Linked DNA regions of Columba livia: region 2 is linked to region 1. A link is a contact called in public Hi-C data. All regions are on one chromosome and are shown on one strand. Each heading gives the region's core, a stretch centred on a gene start, on an enhancer-like site or on the middle of the called end of the contact. The rest is flanking DNA. Distances are from core to core; before and after follow the strand shown. Region 1 overlaps DUSP8 (dual specificity phosphatase 8). Region 2 holds the start of TNNT3 (troponin T3, fast skeletal type).

Evidence for each region. Hi-C and Micro-C count contacts between places; a contact is called where the count stands out from the background.
Region 2: a Hi-C map of liver shows a contact between it and region 1, with 2.1 times the contacts expected there. The contact joins the promoter of TNNT3 here to the enhancer-like site in region 1. A contact is called at or near these places in 2 of 2 Hi-C or Micro-C datasets (crop and liver).

What each region holds. Positions count from the first base shown.
Region 1 is chr5:51,899,125-51,904,741 of bColLiv1.pat.W.v2, forward strand. It overlaps DUSP8 (dual specificity phosphatase 8), which reads right to left. Exons shown (of 7, transcript XM_065065102.1): 4 at 4,008-4,174; 5 at 1,603-1,762; 6 at 1,270-1,393; 7 at 1-878. Among named protein-coding and RNA genes, the nearest start is that of MOB2, 28 kb to the left of the region's middle. Within about 2 kb of position 3,562, at least 1 of the 3 cell types and tissues checked has an H3K27ac peak away from gene starts, as active enhancers do.
Region 2 is chr5:52,083,377-52,088,993 of bColLiv1.pat.W.v2, forward strand. TNNT3 (troponin T3, fast skeletal type) reads left to right here and starts at 2,472. Exons shown (of 14, transcript XM_065065165.1): 1 at 2,472-2,565. LOC135579608 (a long non-coding RNA gene) reads right to left here and starts at 1,410. Exons shown (of 3, transcript XR_010473062.1): 1 at 1,252-1,410.

The DNA.
Region 1 (5,617 bases), core at 2,312-4,811:
TGATCTCGCAGCCGCCGGCCACCCCGCCACAGCCAAAGGGCGGTGGGTATGGGCCGGTGCTGGCAAACAGGCTCCCGCCACTGCTGCCGGCGCCACCAGAGTCCGTACCGAAGTACCAGCCGGTCTCGCTGCAGGGGGTGCCTGGGGACTCCAGGTGCACCCCGCTCCAGGTGGCAGTGGTGGTGGCGGCAGCTGGCTGGCTGAGCCGCGGGGGCAGCCCGTCTTCAGCGCTGGGGCTCTTGCGTGCAGCACAGGCCCCGCCAACGTTGAGGCTGAGGCCATGGGCCGGCGAGCCCGCCGGGTGCCGGTGCTTCCGCCGCTGCCTCACTTTGGCCTCCAGCAGGAGGTCGGGCCCACTCGGCCGGTCGGGGCTGTCCGCCCCCGGGGAGAAGGGACTGAGGCCACTAGGGCCCGAGGGGCTGTCCAGCTTGCAGAGTTTGGGGCCATCCCCGGGGCCAGGAGGTCCAGGGGGTTCCTGCCGCAGGCCGGGTGCGTAGGCGGACTTGATGTCCAGGGAAAAGGAGCGTTTGAGGCGGTTGGTGTCCTGGATGCGCTCGGAGGAGAGGTGCAAGCCGTTGAGCCCCTGCTGCAGGGTGGTGGGCGACAGGACCTTCGGGGTCCCGCCGGGCCGCTCGGGTTCGCTGTGTGGGGACACTGGGCTGGCACCTCTCGGCACCTCTTCGGCCTTCTCTGAGGTAGGTGGTGGGGGGTGCCGGCTGCCCTCAGCCGCCTCTGACAGGTCCTGCTGGGCATCCCCCTCGCCCCGGTCACCCTTTGACTTCAGGGCCTTGAGGAGCTTCAGGCTCCTCTCATACTCCAGGAGCTGGCCCAGGAAGTTGAAGTTGGGTGAGATGGATGGGCGACGGTCCTTAACGAACCTGCCAAGAGGCATAGACAGCTCCAGTTGGTGCTTGGTCCTACAGTGGGTCACCCCTATTCTCTCAGCCTCTTTGGGGAGAAGAGGTATTGTCCAGGACCTTCTAACCAGACTCTCTAAATAAAGGGGTCATGAGGAATCATAGGGTCTTGGGATGCCGCAGGGGTAGAACTGGGACTGCCTTGCTCCTCCATTTTACTGCTCCCAACCATTCCTCATTGCATGCACTTAATGAAGGGAGGTTTGGTTTGGTTTGGTTCCACTGTGACTCAGCCAAGGCGAGACAGAGCTTCAAGGAGCTCCCACCCCCTTCTCCTGTGCTCAGCCTGCTTTCCTTCCCTGGAGTGAAGCACACCAGTGTCACCCCTCCCTGCCCTCTGAGGAGAACTCACCTGTAAGCATCATCTGATGACATACCCATGGTCTTCATGATGTAGGCAATGGCAATGGTGGCTGACCGGGAGATCCCAGCCAAGCAGTGCACAATCACCTGGCAGCTGGACACCTTGGCCTTGTCTGGGGTATGGTAGAGGAAACAAAGACAAAAACATTGATGTGGTCAGAGATGGTGGGAAAAATTACTCTAGCCTTCCTCCCCAGCCCTCAGTCCCTTTGTGTGAAAGGACAAGGGCTGCTGGAAGTAAAGACCATGGAGGACACAAGAAGAGTTCAGGTCTTGAAGGCTGAGAACTAGAGGGTCCACAAACATTTTAACAAAAGCTCACCAATGAATTCAATGGACTTGTCCAGCCAGGGAAGGAGCTTCTCACAGTAGTTGTCATTGACAGGAATGCGCATGAAGTGACTATCACAGATGAAGTCTGGCTTGGGACAGGAGTTGCTGGCATTGAGAACATAGCTTATCCCATTCTGTGTCATCAAGTCCTGGTGGGAAAGAAGCAATCAAATGGATGGCTGACTTCAGCAAGCACTGAGTGCTGAAGATCTGCCTTTCCATGCACTCCTTGCCTTTTCCCATCCTGATGTTTTCTCCTGTGAGTCTCCCACTGCTGCCTTGACCTAGTAGATGGTAGTACAGCAGAGGCCAGCTGAAAAGGTTGTGTCAATTTAGATGACACAGGTTTGAACCTCAGCAGGTCTTTGCATTGGTCCAAGTAAAAGTAAGCAAGACTAAAAATACCTGGAAGGGGGTCCCAGAGGGAAAAACCTCAGAACTCCATTATGAGTAGAAGAGGCAAATACAAGAAAGAAAATCAGCAGAAATTCTGACTGAAAGCTTTGAAAGTAACAGCTGAGGGAGAGAGGAGGCCTCTCACCAACAGAGTAGTGTGAGTCACTGGCAGCACCCTATGCTGACCAATGTCAACCCATGTCTTTGCTCCCACACCTCTCAGAATCACATCAGGAGTTCTTACAGATCTGTTCGTTGCTCACAGTTCTTCACTGATCATATGCTCTTGTGTTAGGACATAGGCAGGTGGCAAGAGGAACCATCTCTTCCCTCTTTCTGACACTGGAGTGAACCTGGACTTGTTGTCTGTGACTTTTCTGCTTCGGCCACTTAAATGCTACCATCACTGCCCATTTTTCTGACTCAGCAAAATGAGATGGCACAAGGGAGACCTTAGGCAAATAGGGTCAGATGAAAAACTGCAATGAGGGGGTGAGGTTCAACCCACGGGCTATCCATCGGGAAACTGGCTTGCTGGGTGTGTACTGCTGCATCCACACCAATCTCCATTACTTCCCGCCCAAGGCTACAGTCAGCTTTACCTATATGTGGTGATGACACCAAATTTATGACTCATCTGACCTGTCTCTTTCCTCATCCCATCAGACTAAGTATCACCTGTACAACTGGTAGCAGGTTGCTTATAAAAAATAGGGGAACATCTGTGCCAGCTGCTGGGTCTCAGTGCCTGGTCTGTGCTATTACAAGGAAGACCCAGAATTAAACAGGAGAAAACATGGAGATATAAGCGTTCTTCTATATGTTAGAGTGCGTGGAGCTGCCATGTGGGATCTCTCCTTTGCAACGTGCTGGAGAAGCATTGCCCATGCACAGCCTCTGCATTTGACCCCATTCTTGCTGCCTATGAATAGAGCATCCTCAGGACACATCCTGGCGATGGCAGAAAACACAGCGCCAAAAGATGACCAAAACCCTCTGAGGAGGCAGGGAGAGAAGGAAACCATCAATTTCCCAGCCTGACATTGGGTCCTCAGGAGACCACATCGGGATTTCGGCCCTGGCTCTCCAGCAGCTGGTTCCTGCCCACCCCAGCAGCCTATGCAGAGCCCGGCCTCGGCTCAATGGAGCCAGCCCAGCTCCCAGGCTCACATTCTTGGCATTTTTCTCTTTCATTTCCTTCTACTCCCCGTATATAATTTCACTCTCCCTCCTTTCTGTCTCCAACCCTGCTCTGGCGTCATGGTCCCTCTCCCGCCTTGCCTGCCCCAGGCGAGGGTGCCTGGTTGGCTCCCTCCTGCCTGTGGTAGGCAGGCGCCCAGTGGCATTTTAACTGCAATTCCTCTTTCTTTCTTCTCGCTGTTATTTTTTCTTTAAACAAAATTCCTTCCCTGGCATGACATCACAGCACAGCCCTTTCAGCACCTTTAAAAGGGCACTGTTCCTCTTTTCTTCTCTTTCCCTACAGCAAAACTTTGCTCATTTTTGAGCCTCCTGAACAAGCCCTTGGCCAGAGCAGCCTGTCCCTGCACTGCCATGGCTGAATATCCCAGCTTGCTCCCACTCTCTCTGGCTCCCAAGGGGATCGCAGGGTTGCTGAAATTGGTGTTATCTGGCAGCCTGCCTGGTGAAGTGGGTGGGTGCAAAGCAGGCTCCTGTTCCACATCTCCCTCCAGCTGTGGTAACTCCCCCTCCAAGCTCAGGTGTTATCCTGGCTATGCTCCTCCTGCTACTGGCACTAGGGAAGAGTTTGACCAACCCAAAGCTCACCAATATAAGATGACTCATTCTGCGACCACCCTCCCCAGTTCTACCAGGCTCTGCCTATGCACTCCTTGCCTTTAGCCTCCTGGTAGGGCCAGACTGAGCATGTGTGGTCCTCTCACTGGGCAGGAGAAGAGTCCTTAATGCCCTCACCCTTCTGCATGGTTGGGGTCTCAGATGGGACAGGGCAGATGTGTTCCCTCAACTGGGCCATACCTTGTTTAGGACATCTTTCTGGGAGCCCAGGTAGAGATGTGGGAGGATGCGTGTGGGGCCGATGTTGGCCACAGGCAAGCATGGCTGGGAGATGCTCATCGGCAGGATGGCAGCTGGCTTCCCCTCGCAGAGCCCTGGGAAGCAGGACGAGAAGGTGGCAAAGCCTCCTGTGGAGAAAATGGGAACATTGAGTTCATAGCAGTGAGGCTGAGACCATCAGTACCTGGCATCCCAAGACACAGGCTGGAGACAAAGCAGTGATACCCCTGCAACACTGAGAACAGAGCTTTTGGGAGCAAAAAGCCACCAGCCATCACTAAGCAGTGCAGACACACTGTGATGACTGTGCCACACACATGAAGAAAGGAATGGAGACCCAACTTCGATTTTTCCTGCTGCAGCTGAATATTAAGCCACGTGTGAGTTATCCCGCACCCCCTCTTGCTCTTTGCAACTTCATTCAAATCCCAGGAAGAGAAAGTCCTTTTCTTGGCTGCCTACTGCTCTGAGCACAACCAGGGTCACTTTTTGACAGCAAAACCCACCAGTGCAGGATGAGGACAAGCAAGCCCATTGAGCTACAAAGTTCCTGGGGCTGGGGAGATCAAGCCCAAACGTTGCAATGGCTACATGTAAACATTGCAGTTTCTTAGAGATGACCCCTCTGCCCAGCCTCACCAAGCCCATGTTTTCCACCACACTGGACCGGACCAACACATCAGTACCTGCAGGCCATTGCTGTTTTTCACGCTCTGATCTTACTGAATGTGACAGCAAGCAGTGCCCAATTTACCACACCAAGCTGCTGGGCCATCATAATCAACTTGAGCATCTCAAAGACTGATATTAAGAGAAATGCCCAGCTGGGTCCGCGGCACGTGGCATCTGACAGCCAGAGCTATCACCACGGTGTCTGGCATGGTCAAAAGCGTGGTCTAGATGTGAATGAGCCCATTCCCAGCTCAAGCAGCAAGAGCACTGACCTGAACTAGGCAGCAAGCATCGCCCTGCCTGCATGGTGGGCAACTTGGGGAGCTGGAAAAGCTCCAGTGCTGTCATATGTCCTGTGTGATTGTGTAAGGCCACAGGTGATCCTGATTTGCTCTCACTCATTGATCCTGTCCTCCAGGGTAGAGCTGGGTCTGGCTAGTGATGGTCCAACCAGTGTCCCTTGAGATTTTCCCTTTTATGTGAATAAGCAGATGCAGCTTGACATCACCCAAATGGCAGAGAAGACTGTGGTGCTTGACCACCTTTTACTGTCAGAGGGACTAGGATGCCCTCACAAGATCCTTCTGAAAGTCCAAATCTATGGAATCAGCACCATGGGAATCCCTGGCTCATCTCCACAGATAAACAGGACCTTTGGTAATGAACTTTCCATCCCATCTCTCCCCTTCACAAGCAGGGCAGGCTTTGCACATTCTCAATTTACCTTCTCCAGGACCTTGCCAGCATTTCTGCTGACCCTCCTGGAGCACCTCCCTGGCTGCTGGTCTGGCACACAGGCTCAGGCCGGGTACGATTGGTGCTGCCAACAACTCACCCCATGTATTTGGGAGGTGAAGTTAACGGAGAAGCCAGAGCAGTGCACAAAATCATGCTTACAT
Region 2 (5,617 bases), core at 1,222-3,721, 180 kb after region 1:
GAGGGGTGGAGCAGATCCCCTCAGTCCTGGGGGAAGAAGGAGCTGTACCACACTGAGACGGGAAACAAGATGCATGATGTGGACATGAAGGTGCTGTCAGAGGCAGCCTATGGGATGCGCAGATGTCCTTTGGAACAGTACTAAGCAGATGGGCTATGATTATAGAGGGTGGTGAAGGGGAAGGCAGGGCATGGACATAATGCATAATGTAATGATGGACATTGTCTGGAGGAGTTACCCAACATGTCCAGATCAGGAACTGACCTGAGTGCAGGGGCATGTGTACAGGATCTGAGGAGATGCTGCAGGTAGCAATGTTTGCATCTCACCTATGTGAAAACAGATCTGCAGCAGGTAGAAATGTCTGGTTAGTTACCTGTCATTCCTGTAGCCTGCATCAATGTTACATTTTTTTTCAAGATGGTTAGAGAGAAATTTGAGTGATGTGGAGTGCTTCACTCTCACTGGTGCACAAGCAGGGACACTCCAGTGGAGGCTGTGCAACCCTGCAAGATTCTCACATTGCTCTTGCCAACTGACTGGCAGCAAATGGGCCAGACGGAAGCATGGGAGCATTCAGCCTTGCATCTGCTCAGAAGCCCAGGCGTTACATGCATTTGCACACACATGCTTCCATTTTAACTGATTGATCCAACCCCAGGTGTGGGAGACGTGAGTCACGATGCCCTCTCAGCAGCAGGGACAGTCTATAATCGGCAGGCAAAGGAGGCCGGTGAATACCATTGCCAAACCGGGTCCACTGCATGCATAAAAGGAGAAACAGCTGGGGGACTCCCCTTCCATGCATCCCTGCTCTGCTGCCAGTTGGGGCAAATATAGTATTTCTTGGAGACGTGCCCAGTTAGTGGAGCACCCAAGGAAAACGAGCCAGCGGAAGATGGCAAAAATGCTTGATGGTGCCGAAAAAGCAGCATGAAAATTGGTTTACTGCATTAGTGCTTTTGGCAGTGCTGGGGTAGGGGAGCACAGGCCACAATACCTGCCTTGGCCGTGCAGCACTATGTGGGTGTCACTCTCCTTGGCAGTGTGGGGTGTCCACTACAGCTCATCCAGCCAGCAAACCTTCCGACCAAAGCCAGGGCACTGAGGATGGATGCACTGTCCCCCTCCCACCCAATTAGTAACAAAAGCACTGACTCGAGCTGGGTTGTGGGAGGGAGGCAAGGGGATAAGCTGCCCGACAGCCAGAGAATACAAGCTGGAGAGGGGATTTTTGCTCGTGCATGTTACCTGCTGAATGGGAGGCTGCAGCGCTGTGCTCCCGCTCCTCGTCTTTAAAAGCTCATCTCTACATCGTTATGTGGGGACCCTTTCCTGCAAGCGGCAGGGAAAGAGTGGGCAGGAATGGATCTGTGACCCAGGTCAAAAATATCGCCTGCTCCACAGCTCCTAAAGTTTTTCACTGCCCCTGCAGGCTGGGAGAAAGGGGGTGCTGGAGCTGCCAGGCACACCAGAGGACACTGCTGGGGAGCCCTGCCAAGGGGAGAGGGGTGGGAGGGAGCAGATGGGGAGCTGAAGCCTGTAAGGGTTAGTGAAATGGAAACTGCAAGCTGGAGGGTTGTACAAGGCACTGCAATCCTCTACCGGCACTACCATGCAACTGCGGAGGGTGCTGGGGTAGCTAAACCCCTGCAGGCACATAGTGGATTCTGCGTGGGGTCCAGCCATCTGGGGTTTGCCTTAAGATGTCATTACTTAAATAATGCTTTTTTATTGTGCTAAGAAGGGCTCTGAGTTTGGCTTGAGGTCAGACAAGCTCTCTTGCTGCGTTCCTCCTTTCTTGCTTTTTGTTCCAGGTCTCCTCAAGCCCTGACGCATGGTAGAGCCCTGGTGGTCTTAGCAAAAGGTGGGTGCATGCCGCACACCATCCATGCACAAACACACATGTGACACATGTGCTATGTGCTACTGACTTCTCATACGCCCCATGGCCGCTCACTTCAAAGATGTCGGATGGCAGAGGGTCCCCAAGCCCTTGCACAGGTTCTAACCCCGTAGCACAACTGAAGCCCTGTACATGTACCAGGGCAGCAGGGAAGAGCCCCTTCCCAGCCGGGAGAGCAGAGTCTGCTGCTGTGTGTAGAGATTGCAAGAGCCGGGGTGCCATGACCGTGCACCACATGAGGCTGTGGGGGCCCCACAATTTGTTTCTGAGGTGCCTTTGCCTCATATACCCCTCTTTAAGCTCTGCCTGCCTGGTGGGGTTGTAAATATAGAAACATAAGCCCTGGACTGTTGTGTGTTTTTTTTTTTTTCCTCCAAACATATCCCTCCCTTCTTAGCATCATCTGTGCAATTCCTCCAGCTGCTCCTATACATGGTATGACCTTTTCTTCCCCTTTTCCTTGCTCCCCTCTCAGTCTCTCCCCCGCCCCATCACCGCTCCCTTCCCTGCCCAGCGCAGGGGATCTGGGGCCAATCGGCTCCTCCAGAGGATCAAATGTCACTATAAGTTGAGAGCTGCATCACCTTGGGACGCTCGCAGATCCCAGCCTGCCTGTCCCCTTCGTCAGGAAGCTCAGTGCTTCTCTCAGTTCCTCCCAGGTAAGTGGGAGACCCAGCAAGGGATGCTACTGCGGAGGTAAAACCATAGAGGGGCTGAGCCTTGATTTGAATAGAAAAGTATCATGGGAGGGTTGGGGTCCACAGGATCCAGGATCCTGCACTGGATCCTAAGGAAAAGGTACTTTTCTTTCCTGACTTTTGTTGGGCATCACACAAGGCTTGTATCACCTGCAGAGACATGGGTGCTCTGAACTCTCAAGGATCAGTGGTGGGAGAAAAGACCCTCCCAAAACCAAGGTGTGGGGGTGGAAATGCAGTGACATCTCTCAGGGCACTTGGGAAACTCCCTGCAGCAGCAGGGGGGAAATGCTGACCTTACCTCTGCTGGTCATCCAGAGAAAGGGATGTTCAAGGTGGGAGAGTTGAAGGGCAGAACCATGGGGGAGCTGCTGGCACACAAGTAGTGCTGTGGGGCTTGAGGGAGACCTGAGAAACACAAATGTGGTCATGGAAAACTGCCCCCTCTCACAGAAAAGATGAAAATTGGGGGAGAAACGTCCTGTGTGCATGGAGGGAAAGGAGGAAGGGGTTACATTCAGAATGGTGATGGTGTGCTCCCTGTGTGCATGGCTTTACATGTCCGGTGCAGGTGCCCACCCCCTGTATGTGGGGCATCTCCCCCAGCGGCTGCCCCACGGGGCACAGCTCCTCACTGCTGGGGTGAGGGGTATCCCGCAAAGGCAGGAGTGTCACCAGCACAGGTGGCTCTGATGCCAGTGGTTTGGGTGGGATCTGTGCTGCTGGTGTGGGGGGTCTCCAGAGAGGTAATTGCCAGCAGGCAGCTGTCCCTCATGGGCACAAGAGCAGGGGAAAAGCAAGGGATATAAGCTAAGCACAGTTTTTGTCTCTGAGTCCTCTCTCTCAGCCTTATTGTTCCCAGCAAACCCCATGCAGGCATCAGACAGATTATGTCACTCCAAAGACAAGGATAAAAAATGCATTTTGGGGCAGGGTATAGGTATGTTGCTATGTGTTGTCGGAGCCTGCAGCAGCATTGTGGTGGGGCCTTCACTTTCCAGCCCCTGGGGAGAGAAACACTTTCTGCTGGAAAGTACTAGTCCAGAAATAAAGGGAGGAGGCAGAGGGATGGAAGAAATATACATTTAAAAATATACTTTTAATATAGAAAAGTATATATGTGTATTTATATATTTAGTAGATCTATTATAGATAATAAACAGGTATTTTAATATCTGTATGTATGTAAGAAAATTGATGCAGTGGGTTTGCAGCGGCTCCTGCTGGGAAAGCTTGGCCTTGTGGTGCTTGATGGATCACACCCCTAGTCCTCTCCAGATAGTTGTCCCTGCCAGGTCCCATTGCCTGTGCATGGCCACTTTTGTCCTCCCCCCTTTCCCTAGGGTTCCTGCTACCTTGCCTCCCTTGTATGGCCTGGTTTGGGAGGGAATGATTGACGGGCGGGTTATTTCCAGGGATGGCCTGGAGGTGCATGGCAGCCCATTCCCCCTCCCGGGTGCATTCTCAGCTGCCACAAGGCTTCTTGGGACGTGCTGGCTCTGCTCTTTCAGCCAAGGGCAGGAGCATTTGGGGCCAAAAGGGATGTGGTGTTCCTGCCCACCTGGGGCTCATGAAAATTGGGGTATTTGTCCTTTCAGCTGTGACCTACTCAGTTTGAACAAAATTAAGAAAATAATCTTTGCTTTTACCTTTAAGGGGTGAAAGTAGGCAGGAAGTTTTTGGTTTGGTGAAATTTTCCCATGTGTTTTGATTTCCTTCCAAATGGTGGGCAGTATTAACTAATTGATTTTATTACATCTTTAAACCTCCGTCAAGACCAGACCCCATTTTTCTGCCACTGTACAAACAAAACCCAGTTATTGCCTGAAGGTGCTAACAGCCTTAATCTTAGGCTGCATTTGCTGTGTGTAAAGTGATTTCCACCCAAGGGTAATCCTGAGCCAGCTGGAGACTTTCCATTGCCTTCAGAGAACTTAATCCTAACTGCTCTTAGCAGATTGCTTGCTTTATTGCCTTTTGGATGTAAATATGGTTTGGTTTTGTTGGCTGCTTTGATGATACAGTTACCTACGTGGACAGTGCTGGGCGTCAAAGAGCCTTTCTCATCTCAGGTGGCTGTTGGTATGATGGTTGGTATGATGGCCCCTTGCTTTGACAGACCAGATGGCTTTTGAATGCCACAAAGCAGACAGACACCTTGCTCTTTAGGTGAGACCTTTCTCACTTTCCAGCCAGGGCAGCGGCAGTCAGCGACAGCCTTAACTGCCAAATGTGACTGAATGTTTGGCCCTTGCAAGGGTGAAATCTGCATCTCCACTTGGATTTTTTTATCCTGCCTGCCCTAGCCTGGGGAGTTTCTGCATGTGGCTCATCTCTTCACAGATTCTGCCAATGAACTTGTAATTAATTTGTTTTATCTGGGGCCCAGAAGCCCCCTCAGGAGTCTGAGGCCAGAGATGCTGGCATTCTCACTCAGCTTTTATAGCACACAGACAGATGCCATGCAAAATCTCATTCACGTTTGCAGTACTTGGATTAACAAATATGGAAGGGTGTAGGGCAACAGCTAATGTGACAACCCTCAGCAAGATGTCCTTAGAGCTAAATTGGAGACTGGATGAGCTCATTCCAATAACTGTTAATGGAAAACCTGACTGCAAAGACTCCTGTTGACTTCAATTGCCTTGGAAAGAACAGTATGTGCTGCGTTACATGCCTACCCTACACCAAACAGACATTTGCTCTCTCTATGCATATGCAGGGCTCTAGAGGTGGTTTCTTCTCCAGCGTTGAGCAGAATTACTCTTCTTGCCACTGGAGTGAGAAGGAAGAAGAGTTTAGCCCAAAGCCCTTTAAAAGTTCTTTTTTTTTTTTTTTTTTTTTTTAATCTACTTTGGCAAAACAGAAATCTGAATCTATAAATTAAAAGCAGAATCCGTGGGAGGATTTGCCATTGCCCTGAGTCTTTAGAGATCATGCATTTTGGAAGAAGCCAACAGCTGGGAATCTGACAGGTTTCCTCTATGGGCTTTTGCCAGGAGAAGCTCTGCTG